2 separate regions of the Danio rerio genome follow, and region 2 is linked to region 1. Evidence: chromatin contacts called from public Hi-C data. All regions are on one chromosome and are shown on one strand. Each heading gives the region's core, a stretch centred on a gene start, on an enhancer-like site or on the middle of the called end of the contact. The rest is flanking DNA. Distances are from core to core; before and after follow the strand shown. Region 1 overlaps stard13b (StAR related lipid transfer domain containing 13b). Region 2 overlaps stard13b (StAR related lipid transfer domain containing 13b).

Evidence for each region. A called contact is a pair of places that touch in the nucleus more often than the background predicts.
Region 2: a contact with region 1 is called in a Hi-C map of embryo, with 1.5 times the contacts expected there. The contact joins two enhancer-like sites. A contact is called at or near these places in 2 of 18 Hi-C or Micro-C datasets (caudal fin and embryo).

The regions. Positions count from the first base shown.
Region 1 is chr15:36,118,082-36,121,235 of GRCz12tu, forward strand. All of the region lies in intron 5 of stard13b (StAR related lipid transfer domain containing 13b), which reads right to left. Among named protein-coding and RNA genes, the nearest start is that of nbeab, 41 kb to the left of the region's middle. Within about 2 kb of position 1,365, at least 8 of the 62 cell types and tissues checked have an H3K27ac peak or open chromatin away from gene starts, as enhancers often do.
Region 2 is chr15:36,156,319-36,159,222 of GRCz12tu, forward strand. All of the region lies in intron 5 of stard13b (StAR related lipid transfer domain containing 13b), which reads right to left. Among named protein-coding and RNA genes, the nearest start is that of nbeab, 79 kb to the left of the region's middle. Within about 2 kb of position 1,258, at least 13 of the 62 cell types and tissues checked have an H3K27ac peak or open chromatin away from gene starts, as enhancers often do.

The DNA.
Region 1 (3,154 bases), core at 115-2,614:
CGAAGGAAAATGAATGAATAAATGTTGTTTACTCTCCACGGTCACAGTTTTTATCTATCCATCCATCCATCTATTTGGGTTGCACAACTCCACAGTAGGTGATGTTATGCTATTGGCTAAAGAACTGAAAATTCAATAAGAAAAAAGGACATGTCACCATTTTTCTTAGAAAATATATCTTTAAAGGTGCTAAACTAAACTAATTAGATTACAAATCAAGTTTTGTGTAATAACATAGAATGACACAGGGAAAAAGTATTGAACACATGAAGAAAGGAAGGTGTATAAGTAGAGATGGTTCGGTAAAGTTGCTTGAATGACTATTAACAAATATCTAGAAGTGTCACCGTCACCAGCGATCCAGCCTGTGCAGATAGCTGCTATACACACAGATCGCTAATGAACTACAAATCCGTCATTTCAAGAACTACAAGTTCCAGTCACGCACCACACACACACACACAGGTTCCTGATCCCGTTTGATTACACTCACGCAGCTAAAGCTGCTCAAAGACTGATTAGTTGGACTATTTATACAGCACACAAACACACAGACTTGGCTGAGTGTTGTTTATCTGTCAAGTTAACATTACGACGCGTTTTCATTGCCTTGTTTGTTTGTTTATGTTGTCTGCTGCCTGCCTGTACTGACCATTCGCCTGTTATTTGACCATGACTCGGGATTCCCTGTAAACATCTGTTTGCTCCTGATTGTGATCACTGCCTGCCTGACCATTCTCTTTAAAATAAATCCTGCATTTGGATCCGCACTCTGTTGTCAGCATCTCCTCTGTGACAATAAGTATGCGAATTAGGACACAGAAAGAGTGTTAAGAAAAATATCGCAAGAACTATCAATATCACAATCTATTGCAAAATGTAGGGGAAATGATGCAACTGTTGTTGTCAACAATTCTGAGAAAAATTAGAAAGTGTATATATTTTAGAGTTATTCTAGGTAAAAGTGTCATGTAGCTAAATTTAAATCAAAATAAACTAAAAGAAAACTAGAATAAAAATTTATTTACACTATTTAGACATTTATAGAATATTTTAAATTATAAATTATATACTTTAAAACAAATACCAACAGCTTTTAACACCACAATAATCAAAACTCAACTGCTGGCACAGCAAAACATGGCTCTGCAGGGAAAAGCCCTGGGTCATGATGGAAACAGTGTGGGAATCCTCGTCTATTATTTCGCAGCCTAGGTTTTAATTAACAAGAGCGTTGGTGATTCAGGAACCCCTAATGCTTGACATCCGACATACAATAGTCAGGAGTTATTATTAAAGAGAGGTGCCACTCACTAATCTCACATCGTCATCATCGTGTGCCTTTCTTTCAGTTTTGCCCGTAGAGAATCACAGCTGGGACGTGGGCCAAAGGAAATTACAATCACTAGGAAGTACGCACAAAAGCAGCCCTCCAGATAAGATGCAATAAATTCTTCTTTCTGACAAAACATTTGGAAGAACCGCTGCCTTCACGGTTGGCAAAAACAACAGAGATTAGGTCAGCTGGGCTTTTTTTGGTCATACTCATTTCCTGACCATCTCATGGCTTCCAAATGAGTTTCATCTTATGACGGAAAACAGTAGGTACGTGTTTAAATGGAATCAAGGATAATAAAAATTTTTAAAATGATGAAAAGTCATAGACAGTGACTACGTTTGCCATTTTAATGACTCTCCTTAATGGCATAATGTTGATGCAGGATGTCTAGTTCATACTATAAGCCAAAAAAAGCCATGTCTGATTCTGATTTCCAAGTATCTAACCTCTTCACTTGGGTAAAAAAAATGTTCAAAGGCACACAGTGAGAGCTCATTGATTTTGAGGGTGAAAAACACTTGTTGACTGCTGATAAAGCTCGCTGGGTCATAAGTCGCTCTGTATGTTTTCGTCCTGAAATGAATTCAAACAAGACTGGTGCAGCTGTTGTAACACACTCGTCTGCTCCATTCAAGGACGCCTGCTGACTGTCTGCTTTCATCCACCAACCTCACTAACGCGAAGCATTATTCGAGGTCACTCTTGCTAGTGTTTTCTTATGGCTGGGTGGAGTGTAAGAGTGAATCCAAGTGCCTAACATACATTTTGGCATCCTATTTGTTAACTTAAAGAAACAGTTTACCAAAAAAGAGACATTTCAAACATTGAAAAAAAATGAAAGTAAGTAAACTGGGTGAAATAAAAGAATGAAGGGTGGATGTAAGAAAAGATGAATGGATGAATAGGTGGATGAATGGGTAGATGCAAGGATGGATAGATGGATGTATGTATGGAGGAAAAGATAATAGATGGATGGAGCAAAGGATAGATGGATGGATGGGTGAAATAAAAAAATTATGGGTTGATAAAAGAAAAAACGGATGAATGAATAGGTGGATGAATGAGTGGATGGATGGATGGATTGAAAGAGTGATGGGTGATGAAACAAAAGAATAATGGATGGATGGATGGATTGAGCAAAGGATGAACGGATGGTTGGATGGATGGATGAATGGATGGATGGATGGATGGATGGATGGAAGGATGGATGGATGGATGGATGGAAGGATGGATAGGTGGGTGAAAAAAAGGGTGGATGTAAGAAAAAATGGATGGATGAATAGGTGGATGAATGGGCGGATGCATGGATGGATAGATTGATGGAATTATAGATGGACTTATGGAAAAATATTGATGGATGGATGGAGAAAAAATAATGGATAGATAGATAGAAGGATGGATAAATGGAGAGAAAGATGATGGATGGAGCTTAGGATGAATGGATGGATGGATGGATGTAAGGGTGGATGGATGGATGGATGATGGATGGATGGATGGATGGATGGATGGATGGATGGATGGATGGATGGATGGATGGACAGATGAATGGATGGATGGATAGGTGGATGGATGGAACAAAAAAGATGGATGGGCATGTGTTTAGATGGATAAATAAGAAACTAAATATTTAAAAATGTAATCAAAAACAAACAAGCAGGGGATTATAATCTCAAGAGTACTTTTGTTCATTATAAATGAATCAACAAATATAATACAAAAAATAAAAAATAAAACAAAATTTAAATGAATATACAGAACAACTCCATGAAAACAAACATTTTGGAGGATCAACGATCTGGTTAGTAGGTTTATTAT
Region 2 (2,904 bases), core at 8-2,507, 38 kb after region 1:
TTATGATTAGCAGCAGCATTCTGAATCTGAAAAACTGCTTTAAAGCTGTCACATTATTCTACACTGTAAAAAAATCAGGGTTCCACCCAATTCATTGATGTTGTAACAACACAAACCAATTTAATTAAGTTAATTGGTGTTGACAAATGTACAACCCAGGCTCATTCTGAAAACTTACCCCTGTAAACATTTCTGGAGCAATATTTTCTTACAGTTTCTGTTTTCGCAAATCGAAAAGAGGCCGATTTCTCTCATGAGTGCCAATAGGCCTGCTGTTCTTGCATAAATCCACCAGAGGCCGCTGTCAACTGATTGTCGACTGACTGATTGACGGATCGACTGACCTTCCTCTTTCCCTAAACCCTAACAAAAGGGTCTTCAAAAGCACAGATTGACCCGCCCACCCACTTCCCTTAAATCCAACCGACAGTTTTAAAAAGCAATCCAGAAAAATTAAAGCCCTCGCCTGATTTTTACCACATTCTCATCGTGTTATTTACTTGTGTATTTTATTTTTTGGCTTCTGTTTTTGTCTTACCTGATTTCTGGAACTGTTCTTAGCTGGACTCGAACCCCGTCATCGTGGTCAACTTTGATCTGCATCTGAAGTCCGCTAATGTACACGATGAGCTAACTAGTTAAACTGGTATTAGCAGGAAAGCCGTCCATACGGAGCTGGTAAGCATGAAAAGGAACGGCATCATACCGCCCTGTAGCATTCGTTTTAAAGACAAAATGCAGCAATATGTACTTCTGTCTACATAATTTGCGATCTCCAGAAATGTATATAGGGCTACATTTTCAGAATGTAAGAGATAAGAGAATCGAACATAAAACAACAAGTTGTCCCAAGAAAAATCTCAGGAGTCGTGTCGTTTCAGCTTATTTTAAATAAGTTTGAACATTGAATAGTGTTTTGAGTATAGTAGCTGAAATGTAATGTAGCTTAAAATGTGATCAAATTTACTTGCTGAGATCAATCAAGACCAGTCAGCTTAAAATAAGATTTACAATCTATGATGACATTTTATAAAAGACTCTATATTTCACTGCCCAAAACAATTCTTAGTTTTTGCAAGTGTAATAAAGCCTCCTCCATGCAGAGAGAGAGAAACTGACGACTCCACAACTCAGAGAGCTGAAGATATCAACACAGCCCAGTGGAAAGAAAAGTTATCGGCATAATATTTACTCTGTGGGTTTCTGGGAAGGGCCGCTGAATGTGGGCAGGAGCCAGATAAAACCAGCAGGTGCTCACGATTCGCTCCAGCAGACGGTGAAATGTTTCTGCTGTCTCCTCTGAATTCTGCTTGAACTCAATCTCCCATTGAAAATGTCAAAGCCGCGTCACTTTTATGAGTCTTCTCTGCTTTGAGGAATCTGTTCTTTTCTTTCAGCGTAACTTTATATGGCAAAACCGGCTAAATGTTGCTGTAATCCATCTTTTCTGTGGCCCTTGATAGCTGTTAAGTGATTATTTTGAAAATAGCTGGGCAGGAGATTTGAATGATGTTTCGGAATCGTAGTAAGAGCGTGTAATATTTTTGGGCAGTGTGACATTGGAGAAAACTGACATTGCCATATTTTTTCTTTTCTGCTATAATGCAATAAGAAAACATTTTCACCAGATGAATTAAAAAGCTCTATATGGAAAAAAAAACTTACTATTTAGAATGATTGTGGTGATTTTATAGGAATATCTATCTATCCATCTATCTGTCCATCCGTCCGTTCATCTATCTATCTATCTATCTATCTATCTATCTATCTATCTATCTATCTATCTATCTATCTATCTATCTATCTATCTATCTATCTATCTATCTATCTATCTATCTGGAGCGAGCTATTATTACAACAAAGTCAAGTAATTCTGCACAATAAAAATAGCTTATTTTTCTACTATTCACTACCATTACACAATTTTTAAAAATTAAAAATTACTTTTATTCAGCAAAGTGTGCGTTGAATTGATCAAATCAGGCAGCAAAGACATTAAAAACGATTAATTTTACTAACGATTTCCGTTCACCAAACATTCATGATTTTGCGCACAACTAATCAGCAGCTAATTTCAATATTGCTAATAGAAATAAGAAATGACTTTAAGCACCAAATCAGTATTATAATACTTTCTAACTAAACATGGTAATTATACTACTGTACAAATTCAGCTTTGTCATGTTACAATAAAAAACAGGTCATTTACACTCACCGGCCACTTTATTAGGTACAGCTTACTAGTACTGCAGTGGACCCCCTTTTGTCTTCAGAACTGCCTTAATCATTCGTGGCATAGATTGAACAAGGTACAGGAAATATTTTTCAGAGTTTTTTTTTTTTCATATTTGTTTGCTGCACATCCATGATGTGAATCTCCCATTCCACCACATCCCAAAGGTGCTATATTGGATTGAGATCTGGTGACTGTGGAGGCCATTTGTATACAGTGAACTCATTGTTATTTTTAAAAACCAGTATGAGATTATTTGTGCTTTAGAAATGGTACATTATCCTGCTGGAAGTAGCCATCAGAAGATGGGCACATTGTGATCGTAAAGGGATGGACATGGTCAGCAACAATACTCAGGTAGGCTGTTGCATTGACACAACACGCAATAAATACTAATGGGCCCAAAGTGTGCCAGAAAAATATCCCCCACACCATAACACCACCAACACCACCAGCCAGAACCATTGATACAAGGCAGGATGGATCCATGGTTTTATGTTGTTGATGTCAAATTCTGACCCTTCCATCCGAATGTCGTAGCAGAAATTGAGACACATCAGACCAGGCAATGTTTTTCCAATCTTCTATTGTCCAATTTTGGTGAGCCTGTGGAAATTTTGGTGAGCCTGTCTTCGCAGATCGTCTTGACCATGTATACATGCCTGAATACA